Regions from separate parts of the Cricetulus griseus genome. Here region 1 is linked to region 2. A link is a contact called in public Hi-C data. All regions are on one chromosome and are shown on one strand. Each heading gives the region's core, a stretch centred on a gene start, on an enhancer-like site or on the middle of the called end of the contact. The rest is flanking DNA. Distances are from core to core; before and after follow the strand shown. Region 1 holds the start of Sfrp4 (secreted frizzled-related protein 4). Region 2 overlaps Stard3nl (STARD3 N-terminal-like protein).

Region 1 (7,365 bases), core at 2,438-4,937, 220 kb before region 2:
CTTACAACATTACTCCTGTAATTACGGTCATGTCCAAGCACCCCAAGTGCAGGCAGAAAGCCCACACTGCTAAATGCAAACATCCTATTTTTCAACATTGCCTTAAAAATTCATGAACCACATCTCAAAATGAGAGGGGAATTAGAAGGCCAGCATTAGCCTGGACTTACCGGTCAACCAAACCATGTAAACATTTTTAACTGTTTTTACTTTCCCTTCTTATGAGTTGGATGATGGCCATCAGCCATAACAGCCAGGTCCTCACAGAATGCTGGCTTTTATCTAACCACCAAACATCCTCCTATAGTCCAGTTTGAACTAATTTCTGAATATTTAGACAACCTGAGACCTAACACTAATATTTTCCAACTCAAGGAATCTCTTAAAGCTGCTGTTTTCAATTCATTCATTTCACCAACTGACAGTGATGACCCAAGGAGAGGGGAGATGAGATTGTTATTGCAGGTGGATGTTCAGGTCACCACCTTTGATCAAGTGTTAAGTTCCAGATTCTTTGGACTCTTGCTATTTAGTACTTCTAGTGGAGTCACTGATTAACTCAATAGGTCTGTTTTGGATTCCACCCAAGGAAGCTGGCCTGAGGAGGAAACAAACATTTTTCAAGTGAGCAGTTCATTGCTAAGGTGCCTCCAAAGCATGGCACCCCAAAGATAAGGGTAGCAGGGGTTAGATAGCCTCTGGTTAGACTTAGGCTGGATCTTGGCAGACAAGAATAAAGCAGATAATATTAAGACAACGTCTACATGGAACACGTTTCAAGAATGAATGCTACTCAGAAGAAAATAAAATTTCTATTGTTAAATTGTCCATAATGGTTATTTTTGACTCTCAAATATGACAGCTGAACTGCAGGTTATTTGTTCAGAGTTGCTATATCTCCCTACTTTCTTAAGTGGTAAATAATCTAAGACTTCTTATTGATACATAATTTCAGTTAAAATATGAAACCAAATTGATAAAGAAACTATACTTTTCCTGTTACTTTTCTGTTCTTCTTTTAAGAGAAATAATTTAAGAAATGAAACAAGAGATTAAATAGCCCAAGTGGACACTTGATTTGTTTTTACTTTTTCTTCTTTTCATGTATATGTGTGTATAGTTACAGTGTGTGTGTGTGTGTGTGTGTGTGTGTGTGTGTGTGTGTGTGTTTATTTGTCATGCATGGGTGGATGCATATATGTATTGCTGTAAGCAATTTAATTGCTTCAGATCTCAAATACATGTTAAAAAACACAATTAAATTTAATTCCAAATGATAACAGTGGAATAAAAAACACTTAAAACTTTTAAAATACCATGACTGATTTGTTTTTCCTTTGGAGGAAGTACTAAATGGTTTGTTCAAGTAAAAGAGAGGAGCGTTAAACATCTGTAGCATTTGATGAGAAAAAAAGATACATAGTCAGGTCTTCATCCTCTGGTCTTCAGATAATCAAATCCTGGTCTGAACTCTCGTCCTTCCTATACTGAAATAACTGAGAAAGAGAACAATGGTCCTCTGCCACTTTCTATACAGCAGTTTTCGCTGAGACAATTTCTTATGTGATTTATTTTGTTTATTTTGATTTACCCAGAAAAGCAAGAAGCTTTATGGTTGTTGTTGAGAGTTCCAGAAAACATATAATTAACAACAATAACAGCAGCAAAATCCATCATCTCCCTTTGTGCGATTAGGACATCAGTCTGATGTGATTTAAGTGCCTTAGTGTGCTAAGTCCCCAAAGCAAATGGCAATTTCAGAAGACTTACCATAGCTGTAGTTTTTGCTCAGGTATGTTGCCAAAGTTGGCTTCACCTTTTTGCACTTGCACCGATCTAAAAGAGACATAAAGTACATGGGAAGTGGGGAAGAGACATCTCCATCTCATCACTCTGAGCACAAAGCAAGGGCATCTGAGGATGGAACTCACCAGGGCTCAGGCGTTTGCAGTCAGTATCAAAGGGCCTTTCCTGCATCATCATATCTGGTGTGATGTCTACCCACTTCACATCTGAAACACAAATGGGGTCATGGCATTGTAGTCAATGACTGGGTCCCTTCAGCCAAATTGAATGAGGAATCATTAGCGGCTACAAGCCAACACAAACATCCAACTCAATATTACCACTGTAAAAAACACGATTCTCACCTGCTTTTCTCATGACACCTCAGGCTTAAGAAAGAAGTCTGTGAGCCAAAAATTTGCTTATTCAAACAGAACTTGATGTGGAATGAACATCCATGACACCAACCTAGATCAATCTCATACCCATCCCCATCCTAGCCATCCTGATACTCTTGCTCCAAGTTACTGTGTTAGCATTTCTCTGATCAGAACAAGCAGACTATGCCCACATTGCCACCTCTTACTGCCATGCAGAAACAGTCTGAAGCTTCACTACCTAAACTAAGCATAACTTCCAGGCATTTATGAGATTTACACAATTGTCTAATTTAATTTTTTTCTGATATTCTTAGTAAGAGACAAGTTTAAAACAAGGTTCACAAATTACACCAGTCCCCTGGAGTCACGTTGTGGAATCAGTCTCTTTAAATAGTGGATGATCTGCCTTAGGAGAAGCCTTGGTAAAATATTGCAACGCTATTCTTGGGTTTCATTTTAAGAAGAGAATTCATAGTGCTCCTTCCAACAAAAGCGGTAAAATAGCAGGAAAGAGAAAAGCAGGAAGTGACACAGTGATCAGAGTAAACAACATGCCACAGTACTGGGCTCAGTGACTACAACATAGGAACAGAGTGGAGTTTATCTGAGTTCCAGGACGACTACATTTGTTTGCTTTACTCCTGTAGGGGAGTGAGAATAGCTATTGTTCTTTGAGAAAGAACTTTCAATCAGCACTGAGAGTGTATTAACCACCACATGGTGGGGCTGATTCAAGCATTAGGGAAGGTGAAGGACACAGGGTTAACACTGACCCACACCCAGTAATATCTGTTTGCTGTGCCTTTTGTTTCTGCTATTTACCACAAATAAAAACACTTAAATGGTTTACCCCCAAGCAACCTTATTCCCAAGTCCTTCAGGGAGCACTGGCATATTTCCCTGCCTTGAGAAATCTTCCCCGTGAAGTAATCTTCCCTGCTTTTCACCTCCCTCAAGGCTCAGTGAATTGTGATGGGACAGGAGCTGGTAGGCTGTACGTGAGGCCACCTGGTTATCACGTGATTGTGTGGGCCCCTGGACTCTCTTGTCCTCCTGGGGTACCTCCTCTTGCCTTACCTTCCGGAAGGTCAGTGACTATGGCCTCGGGAGAGATGCACACCCCACGGTCATAGACGGGCAGCTCGTCACAGGCCAGGCTCTCTGGCCAGCTGTGGTTGTACATCTTCATGAGGGGCTCACAGTCGTCGCGTGCACGCTGGCACACAGACTTGCAGGGCTTGATGGGGTCGTGTAGGAACTCCAGGGTACAGATGGGTGCATACATGGCGCAGAGGAAGAAGCGCAGCACAGAGCTGCAGTTCACATCCACCAGCTCCTCGTACTGCTCGATGGCCAGAATGGCGTTCTCCTGCGTGCTGTGGTGCAGATGGTTGGGCATCCGAGTGATGTTCCAGGGCATGTGCCGGCACATGGGAATGCGCACAGCTTCGCAAGGTGCGCCGCGCACTCCCAGCGCCAGGCGCAGCCACAGGCACAAGGCTACCAGGATGGAGAGGAGCATGACACTGTCCTCCGGAGCTGCTGTTGACAGGAAGAACCTCTCTCTTCCAGCCTCCCTATCCCTTCACCTAGAAGCAGCGGGTGAGCTTTTCTGCAGGTCGGCACTGATGGGGAGTTCTGGAGTCTGGCCACAGATCGCCCCTGGGCGCACCGAGCACCAGCAGCACCAGCACTCAGCCTCCAGAGCACCGACCCGCGCAGGAAGCTCCAGTCTTGGACCCCGCAGCTCGGAGCATAGCCAGACACAGCCATTGCGGGACCCTATTTATCCAGACTCGTCCCCTGACGTGGGCTCAGCAGCCTTGGCAGCTGCGAGCTAAGAGTCGGCTCCCAGCAATGCTGCTCCACCCCCAGCCTCTTGTGCAGAAGTGGTGACATCATCTCTGCCTCTGGGCAGCCAAGGTCTTCAATCCTGCATTCCCTCAAAGGCCCTCCCTTTTTAGGGTGGCTAGTCCATTTTTCTTCAGATCAAAAAAAAGGAAAGTCTCGCATTCAGTCATTTGTGATACTTGACACAAGACGGCGCAGGGAAGACTTTGAGGACAGAAAAACACTCTTTGCTCAGTTAGCCTTAAAAGTTTCCCTAAATGGAGAGTTGGAGCAACCTGACTCTTCGGTCGCCGTTTAATGTGAAAACATTTGCTTTTTCTTTCCGGTAGGGGGCGAGAGATGTGCCGAGTAGTGAGAGCCTGTGGAGCCTAGAAAGCCCAGCGAAGTAGGTGTCTCAACCAGCACCAACTGGCAGGGCAGTTTATATAAGCCTCCCCCAGGCTGCTCCAGGTTGTGTGGGATTTGTTGTTGCTACTGATGTTGTTTTGTGGCCAATTGGCTTAGTTCTGGCTCAAGTTTTACCGGGCATTTGGTCTGTGCCTGCTCTAGGAACTTAGAACTGCCCTGGGGTGCAAGAGCATCTTTGGTTGGAGAAGTTTCTCTGCTTGCTTCCTTTCTCTAAATACTAATTCTTGAATCCTCCAAGAGTGGAAACCAGGAGGAAACAAAGACAACTTGAGACACATTTTGAAAGATTTCCCCAATGTATCAGTCTGCTCTTTGATAAACTACAGACTATTTTTCTCGAGTAAGAATCCACTAGCTTTGGAAAGCAAGTGTACATGTTTATTTTTCCTCTTCTTCGAATTAGAAAGAGGCAGAACAATCAACACTGCCCTCACTATTCCCAGAAGAATAGTTACTGAAGCAAGTTCATATCATATGCCTGGCAGTCAAACAGCAAGGCTTCTGGTGTAAATTTGCTGTCATCATTAACATTAAGAAAACATGTTGTCTGAACATTAATCTTTAAAGCTATGGCTGAACTTAAAATTCTGGTTTAAGGAAGCTCTTTTGCCTCTCCAAAGCTGAGAGAATCTGGCTGAGGATTAAAACAGCTGGGCAAAATGGAACAAAACACAACAAAACACAGCTGCTTTTGTCCTCTTTATTGAGTAAGGTATGGGGACAAGCACCTTCAAGACATTAATTTGCCTAAGAGTTCTGATATTATTTGGAAACTGCCCAGAGTGCCTCCAGGGCGTTCGAAATAGGTATTCTGCTTTCCTACAGACCAGGTTTCAAGTTCCAAAGATGCCAAACCAAGCCAGAAAAACATCAAGCAGAGTGGGTGGCCCAAATGACATCTCCAGCCTTTTCCAGTAGTGAAACCCCAAGTTTAAATCCCTCACTGATCAATGAAGATTTTTCAGATTAACTTCTTAATGGGAACAAGAGAAAGAGCAAAACTTCTCACCACTTTCCTGTGAGCTGTCGGGGGAGGGCACACTTGGAGAAGGCTCACTCTTAGGCAGCCAATTTGAACTTGTTGCAGATTTAACTGTGCAGGCCCCTTACCACCTCATCTCAAAGTTTCATGGGCTTCCCTGGTATCCTCTGATTGCTTATTCTTTAATAAAGAGAGGGCTAGGAATATAGTTCAGGGGTAGAGCACTGACCAACATGGGGGAGGGCCTAAGTTCATCCCACCACTGAAAGAAAACAAGCAACGAAGGAAAATGTTAAGACAAGTATTTGGGGCCGAGGGGTAGAGCTAGAGCTCATTGATGAGCTCACCTCAAGTTTACCCTCAGCCTGGGGGAAACCGTCTTGTCTTCAATGCTGTTTGTAACCCTATCAGACCCACTCTAGTCTGTCCCTTGTATTTTATAGACAGCCGTGGAAAGGACTCAGGAAACTGTCCAATGTTCTCCCAAAAGTCTGTGATTCTAGCTTTAGCACTAAAGCCACTGTCCTCTAGCTAAGTGCTTCTCTGGGGTGACTCCCTTTTGGTCCCTCTGTGCTTACTTCTCTCTCCTTCTAAATGTCTGCTGCTCTCCAGGATTGTGCCCTCAGCCCTCTCACTCCTAATTCTCCACTATACTCCAGCTTCCTCCACCTTGGCACTTGTGCAACTTAGGACTGAAAATCTTGCTCCTTATTTCCCAGCTCCATTCCACTCTACCCATCCCTAGTTCCTTAACTCAGCCAGATTCTCTGGCCTGAATTACATACAGCAGCTTCTCTCCCTGCACTCTGCCGCTCTGTTCGGACCTGCATATTCTCCCTTTGGTGCCTGAGCAAGCCTTCTAGTGCATATCCATTAGGAGGCCCCCTCCCTAGCCTTTTCTGGGCTGGTGGCTCCCACAGTCCTCAATACTAATAACAAAAACGCTTAACAGACTTAAGACCCTACGTGATGGGGCTCCGGAATGCCCTTCTGAGGCTTGAACTCCAATACTGGACCCATTGTTCTCTTGCCCCCATTCAGGAACACCCTCAATCACTTCGTACTGGCTCATTCTTCTTCATATTTGCTATTAAGTGCAAACGTAAATAAAATTGTAAAGCAAGAGTCTTTAAAAATAAACTGCTTCATCTTGTCTTGATTGGATAATATTAATCCTAACATTACTTAAATATAAAGATGTAAACCCTGAGATACACAAACCTCTAGACTTGAAGCTGTGCCATGCAGGGACGGACAGAGAAGTCTCACTGAATTGTGACTTCGAGATATTGTAAAGGCCTGAGACTGGGAACTGCCCAGCGACCACAACAGTAATTAGTGTTATTTCTTCAGGACTCACCAGGACAATTTAAATTTGTTTAACAAACAAACAAACAAACACAGGTCGCAATTTTGCCAAGAAACAAGTACAGCAGCCAGAGAAAGTGCTGCACTTCTGCTTTCTGGACCCCTTAAAATCGCCCCCAATGAGGGTTTGCGGGTTGAAGACTGCACATCTTGGAGAAATGTGTCCCTTCTTAGCACATTCCATCTTCTCTGCCCCAAACCTTTGAAATCGCGGTGCCCTTCAGGATGCTAGGTGGCATCACGGCCGCTGCGTTTCCTGTTGGCAGCAGAGAGCAGTGAAAACAAGCTTTAGTAAGCAACCGCCAGGGCAGAAAGCTCCTGGGCGATTCACGCGGCTTTCCCAGGCCGGGGTCCTGAGCCCCTAGAACGGAAAACCGGGAAAGACCAGCGCTTCAGAGCACTGCGTTCCGGAGTTCATCTTCTGCCCAGCACCGAGAAAAAGCGCCGCGCGCCCACTCCGAGCTTCGGCACCCTCTTGGGCTCAGCTGACCCCGGGGCTGCGCATGGCAATGCACGTACACGCTCCCTGCCGGGTGGTCCAGGGCCCTAGGGGCGCCTGGCTGCGGGGTGGCCTCTGGGTCTGGGCGCTGT
Region 2 (6,495 bases), core at 3,145-5,644:
TTTTTTGTTTCTGATTTTAATTTATTTGCAGGAAGGGGAACTCAGCTAAATCACCCAAGAGCAACTGGTATCAGTCTTTAAAGTAAATTTTGTCTGATACTGAAATGTTTTCTCTAGTAAATTACTTTGCTGTGTGTTTTGTGCTTAATACTTATAGACAAACACTCAGTGAATTCTGACCTCCTCCTTCCTGCCAGTCACTTTAGTCATTTCTGCCATTCACTCCCCTTAGGCTTCACCATGCTAGTTTTAGTTGGAAGAGGGAGCAATAATATTAGTTCAGCAGGCAGGATTGCTCTGGGATTCACAACCCTAGTGAGAGCCCTATCTATGCATGTCACCTACCCTTTCTTAGGTGTATTAGAGTTGTACCTTGTACTGACAGGTTTTCCCAACACATTAATTGGGAAGTTCTACAGAAGGAATGTTGTATACAGCCACCCAGATTGTGTGCCACAGAAAATCCATTTTTCCTAGAATGGGTGTGTGGGGTAGCACAAATAATATGGGAAGTAGCCAGGCTAGACACTGTTTGCTGAGGCACTGTATGCTCTTGACTCAGCTTTCTGATTGATGGAGGAGCCCTCATGGTGTGAAATGTCCTGTTTGAGGAGTGTTGTATTATGTGTCTTGCAGTTGACGACAGCAGTAACCAGTGCCTTTTTATTAGCAAAAGTGATCCTCTCAAAGGTATGTGTGGCTCTCCTTCTCTGTACCACTGCCCTCTGCCATGATGAAGCCCTCCTTCCTGTGTGAGCTGATGGTGACTACTTTCCCTCAACACCTCCTGTTCCCCAGCTTTTCTCTCAAGGGGCATTTGGCTATGTGTTGCCCATCATTTCCTTCATCCTCGCCTGGATCGAGACGTGGTTCCTGGATTTCAAAGTGTTGCCTCAAGAGGCAGAAGAAGAAAACAGTAAGAAGATTTTTGTGATTTTTACTTTGAGCCTCCCAGGCTTGCACACACCATACTGCAGGGAACTGATGGGGATTCTTACTGTGAGCGAAGCTTCAGGGACCAAACTGAGGCAGTGGATCATGCTCCTCCGTGGCTGTGTCTGAATTGAGGGGAAAGTAAGTGGGTAGATGAGCACATAGTGGCCAAGTGGCTCTGCTTTCTGGCTACTGGATCAGACTCCTAGAAGATATGGCCTAGAAGATATGGTTGAACAGACATTCATAAAGTAACAAAAAGAGCTTTTCCTCAGGTGGCTTGATCTTTTCTCATTGTAAAGATCCTCATAGGTCGCTAAGCATTTATATAGAGCAGAACCGTTCCTTTCAGGGGTGGAGCATGATGAACCTATTTTGAGTAGAGGAAGCAGTTTTAAAGAAGCCAGTGGCTCTGCAGAGTGCCGTATTGCAGTGTATACACAGGCTTAGGATGGGCCACAGATAGAACAGACCCTGGCACTGGGACCATGGTGGTTTTATTTGGAGTTGAGAGTAGAACTCCAGCTATAGCAGTGCCCTGCCTTCACAGCCTTCCACTGGCCTCCTTTGAGTGGCTGAGTGACATCTGGCACTGTATTCTTCTAAGAACTGACAAAGTTATTATATAACCACATGGTATCCAGTGTGCCAGGATTTTGAGGAGGAAGCTCAGATGGTCCATTGAGAGCTGTGTGGCTGGTTACTGACCTGGGCTCTTCTCCATTGAAGCCTTTAATGCTTCAATGCTACCCACTCCTCAGGAAGGGGAATGGATTAGAACTAGGTTTAGCTAGGCATGCTGCTTCAGACATATCCCTGTTGGATCCTTTCCCAGCATCTGGCTCAATTTGCCAGGGAAAAAAATCTTGTGTTATATAGAAAAATTAAACATAATTATAGCTCCAAAAGCAACAGGATCAAGAATCACTTTACATGAAGTTTGATTTGAAAAATTTTCTCAACAGAGAGAGGCAAATTGACAAAAGAATTCTAATTCAAGAGTGAATTTACAGAGCAGTGATCCAAGATGCTTCTGCCTTTCTGTGTCCTTTGTTTTAGCAGAGGAGTGTCAAGTTAGTGGAGGGAAGACACTTTTTATTATATATAAACACCAAACTGAACATTGTTGAAAACATACCAAATGCTAACATGATTTAGGTTTGAATGGTTATGTGATTAAAGCTATTTCACAGTATCTAAAGCTGAATGTAGATGCAGGAGATTTGGCTCAGTGAGTAAGGATGCCTGCCGCCATGTCTGATGACCTAAACTCAGTCCCCAAAACCCACAATGTGGAAGAGGAACCATCTCACAAATTGTCTTCTGATTATACACTGTAGCATGTGCTCATCCCCACATGGGCACAAAAACACAAACAAACAAACATGAAAAAAATTAAAAAGAAGTGAACATTAAGCAAAGTCATACATATTCTCCCTCATATGTAGATACTAGCCTATAATGTATGCATTATATTATATGTGCGTATATTTATTTATACATGTACATACATTTATTTATACATATACATGTGTCTATTAGTCCAGTATACCCTGTAGAAAGATGAGAAGGACAGGTCATATTAGGTGCTGAGAAAGGACAAGGCAAGTAAAGGACTCATGAAAGAGGATATATAGCTAACTGTTTCTCTGGCTTTAGCTATCTTTACTTTCCTTTTTTGGTGGTGGATAAATGCATTAAAATGTAACTGATACAGAAAGTGGCTGTATAGAAGTTCATTAGAGGTATAGAGTTCAGGGCTGAGCAAGTATTTGTTGAGTGGCTACACTCATCTAGCTGAATGATGATTTTATTTGTGAGTTCATTACAGTAAAGTGACTTTTATGTTAAAAACTGAAAACACATTTCATGAAATTTAAAGCAGCATTTGTCATCATTGTAGTGGCACATGGGCCATATAACTGGTGTCTGCTGTGTGGCCAGATACTTGCTACCACAGTTCCTAACACTTTCACTGATTTAAGCTCCCCCACCCCCACAGCAAAAAAAAAAAAATCTCCAAGGATAGATGGTCTGCCTCCTCATATGAAGTTCTGTCACTCCTCTTTTTGCTTTTTAATACCATGTTTTTCTTTGAGAAAAATTAAATAAAATAGACACCAGGGCCAGAGAGATATAGCTTCGCTGTTACAAGTGTGTCCTGCACTTATAGAGGACCTGAGTTTGGTTCCCAGCACCCAAGTAGGGTGGCTCACAAGTGACTGTAATTCCTGTTCCTAGGGACCAGATGATCTCTTCTGGTCTATGAATACCAGCACCCACACGAACATACTTCCACACGGACACAGTTACACAGGCATCCTGGAGTATGTGCATGCACATGCTCATATAATTAAAAAATATTTAAAAAGTAAAATAAACAAATAGCAATTTATTATCTGCAGCGCTCCTACATGTTGGTAAAAGGCTGTGTAGTCAGTGTATTTGGCTGCTTCCATTTCTCTAACCTTGTCTAGAGAGTAGACCAGTTAATTGTCCATGCTGACTCAGTTTTGATTTCACTCTGTGTTTGCTTTTGAAGTTGGTGTTGATGATTGTAGAGAAATGAGAATACTCAAGGAAGTGAAGGTCTGCATACTCAGCCAAGGAGTAATTGGAAATGATTATTAAAACTATTTGTATTCTGTTTTTCTTTAATCTTCACAGGGTTGATGTATAGTTTATTAATGAAATTTTTATTTGATGGTTGAAAGATTTTCAAAGTACCTTATTTTGCTAATAGTTTAATTGCTATATTGAAATACCATTATTATAACAGTTAATCTTGCCAGGAAGATACCAAGAAGGTGATGTGGTTCTTAGCATCTGCATTTCTTCTCTTCTAGGACTCCTGCTAGTTCAGGATGCTTCAGAGAGGGCGGTTCTCATCCCTGCAGGACTTTCTGATGGTCAGTTTTACTCCCCTCCTGAGTCTGAAGCAGGTAAAGCTGTCACTCACTGTTTGTGTTGGTCTGTTTTGAAGCCCCTCCTTTTCCATCTCCTGCCCTATTTCCCAGTCTGTTCAGCAGATACTGAACTTGCCATGATATAAATCTGAGTAGGTAGAGTCTCCCAGGAGACCATTGGTGAGACAGATCTAAAGACAGAAGTCCTGGAATGCCATAGACACTGGAACTTGTGATTTATGTCCCAGAAAAAAGGAAGAAGGGAGCAGACTTGGTTCTGTCTTCATTCCTCCATCCCTACCCACATTCCTCAGTCTAAGTGCTCCCGTCAGGTAGTGTCTCAAGATGGCCTCTCTCACTCATGGCTGACCCCTCATCATTCTTAGGCTTTTGATTAGCCTGCGTCATCTGCTTCAAGTCACACCATTTCTACCGGTTCCAAAGAGATGCCATTTCTTGATTTACTATCTGCCACTTCCTCTCTTCCACAGCTACTAGGTTTGTTTCTCAATAACCAGCTGCCAGAGTGCACTTAACTATAGCAACCGCAGCAGGCCCTGACTACAAATGTCCAAAGGTCTAGAGTAAACATTTTCCAAAGAAGGTATGCACAAAGCCAGTTCTGTGTAGAAGCAGGCCAACTCCAGTAATCTTTGGAAAAATACAAACAAAAGCCATGCTAAGATGCCACTGTATCCTGTTATTGCACGTATTTTTAAAGTCCCCTACTTTGGTGAGGACATGGAACAGGTCATATATGCATGTGCAACAATTAAGAGAACAAAATGACACAGCTCCTGTAGAAAACGACATGGTTTCCAACAAAATTCAACATAGGATTAATTATGGTATCACTCAACAGTTGCTTCTCTGGCTGTCTGTTCAAGAAGAAGGAAAACCAATTCAAGAGACACATTGAGCCCTTGTAATCATAGCAGCATTGTGTACAGTAGCTATCAACAGGTTAACACATAAAGTGTGACACACCATAGCCTTAAAAAGGAATTAAATTCTGACCCATGCCACAACATCTGTAAACCTAGAGCAGAATATGTGAAATGAAATCAGCCAGATCCAAAAAAGTTACCACTTGCATGACTCTGGTTATTGAGGTTATCAGTGAGGTCAGATCCAAGAGTCAGAAAAATAATGGCTGCCCAGGACGGAGGAAGTTGTGCAAATGAATCATGCTGATGGTTGCATAGTAATGTGAATGTAATACCACTGTGTGGAACACTTCAGAGTGCTTCAATTGCTATAGTGGGTGAGGTGAAAAATCTCTATTTACATTTATTTTGATACAACATAAAAAATGTTTTAAGTTGCTGGGACTTTACAGGCAGGTACCTGCTACCAGGGTTACTGGTTCATCACATCTTACAGCCGCTCTGTAAGGTGAGCTTATTGTACTATTGGAGAAGAGCAGTCAGACACAGAACAGACATAGGACAGCATCAGTGAGTGATGGTGCCGGTCACAGTGCTGGTTCCATTATGACAGTTGTGCTCAGGCCTCCTTGCTTATAGCTTCGCATGTCTGTGCAAGTGCCAGAATGGCTGGGTCAGCCCCCTGCCCAAAGCCTTCAGTGACCTGGCCAAAATCACCTCTGTTACCCCTCTCCACCTCACCGGCCTTCTTTCTCTTCTTAACTTTCCAGAAAAGCTGAGCTCCAGGGCCTGCAAGCTGCCATGCATCTCACTGCTTCTGTTTTGGACATTCTAGCTCTAGCTGAAGCTCCAAGAACCTCCACTCAGCCTTCTCCACCTGCCCACCCTCCTGCACTCTTAGTTAGGGTACCCAGGGACCTCTAGTGCCTGTTCCATCCACAGGGCTGACAGCTCTCTACCCTGTGCCATCTGTACTGTCTCTAGCAGCCAGTTGGTCTGTCTCTGCCCCTAGGATGGAACTTGAGCTAGAGGCTACATTGTTGTAGTCCCAACACTAGAGAGAGGGAACATCTTAAACTCCATTAACAGTTGGCAGAAAGAGCTATGAAAACAACAGAAGGTGCAGCCTGTGCAGTGTTGCTGCATTTGCAGTTACTTACATTGTGTTTAATTGCTGTGGGATCTAAAACAGTCTGAAATGGTAAAATCATATACCCCATGAAGTACAGGTGTATGTTAACATCAGTCTGCCTGTAGAAAGTAGAATTAAAAGTGAAACGTTTTACTACGTAATATTTTGTATATAATTCAGATATTGTATGTCTAGGACTTGTTTGAAAAATGAAATTTATAATCTAATTTAAATGTAACTATTTTAGTTTAGTTTCTCCAAACTATTGCAATTTCTCAATATCAATTTGTTTTCTCAACAGGGAGCTCAGAACTGCCAATAATACCATGAAGCAGTTCTTTCCTATTAAGCTGTTCAGGACTAATGCAGGGCCTCTGTCTGAGATGTCTGCCACCACCTAGTGGTCCTTTGGGGAATTACCACTGGGTTGTAAGGACCAAGCCAGACCAATTCTGTTGTCTTTCTTCTTTACACAAGATGCACATTAGTAGTGGTGAATGGAAGTGGATGCTCAAAGGGCTTGCTCTCTTGTGTCACACTTATGTTATCTGAGTGTTTAATTTGGGAAACAGTAAAATTACTGCAGAAGGTAATGTGCCGTAACGGCTCTCCAGTGCAGGCTGTCACAGTGCTGAGG

What was found. Hi-C and Micro-C count contacts between places; a contact is called where the count stands out from the background.
Region 1: a contact with region 2 is called in a Hi-C map of liver, with 4 times the contacts expected there. The contact joins the promoter of Sfrp4 here to the enhancer-like site in region 2. A contact is called at or near these places in 2 of 8 Hi-C or Micro-C datasets (fibroblasts and liver).

The regions. Positions count from the first base shown.
Region 1 is chr3:242,027,341-242,034,705 of CriGri-PICRH-1.0, reverse strand. Sfrp4 (secreted frizzled-related protein 4) reads right to left here and starts at 3,687. Exons shown (of 6, transcript XM_027409376.1): 1 at 3,243-3,687; 2 at 1,932-2,012; 3 at 1,771-1,836. The coding sequence starts at 3,687. It overlaps Epdr1 (mammalian ependymin-related protein 1), which reads left to right and starts at 7,044. Exons shown (of 3, transcript XM_027409377.2): 1 at 7,044-7,365. The coding sequence starts at 7,278.
Region 2 is chr3:241,812,565-241,819,059 of CriGri-PICRH-1.0, reverse strand. Stard3nl (STARD3 N-terminal-like protein) reads left to right here. Exons shown (of 9, transcript XM_027409378.2): 5 at 637-690; 6 at 799-916; 7 at 3,780-3,875. Among named protein-coding and RNA genes, the nearest start is that of Stard3nl, 29 kb to the left of the region's middle. Within about 2 kb of position 4,394, at least 1 of the 6 cell types and tissues checked has open chromatin away from gene starts, as enhancers often do.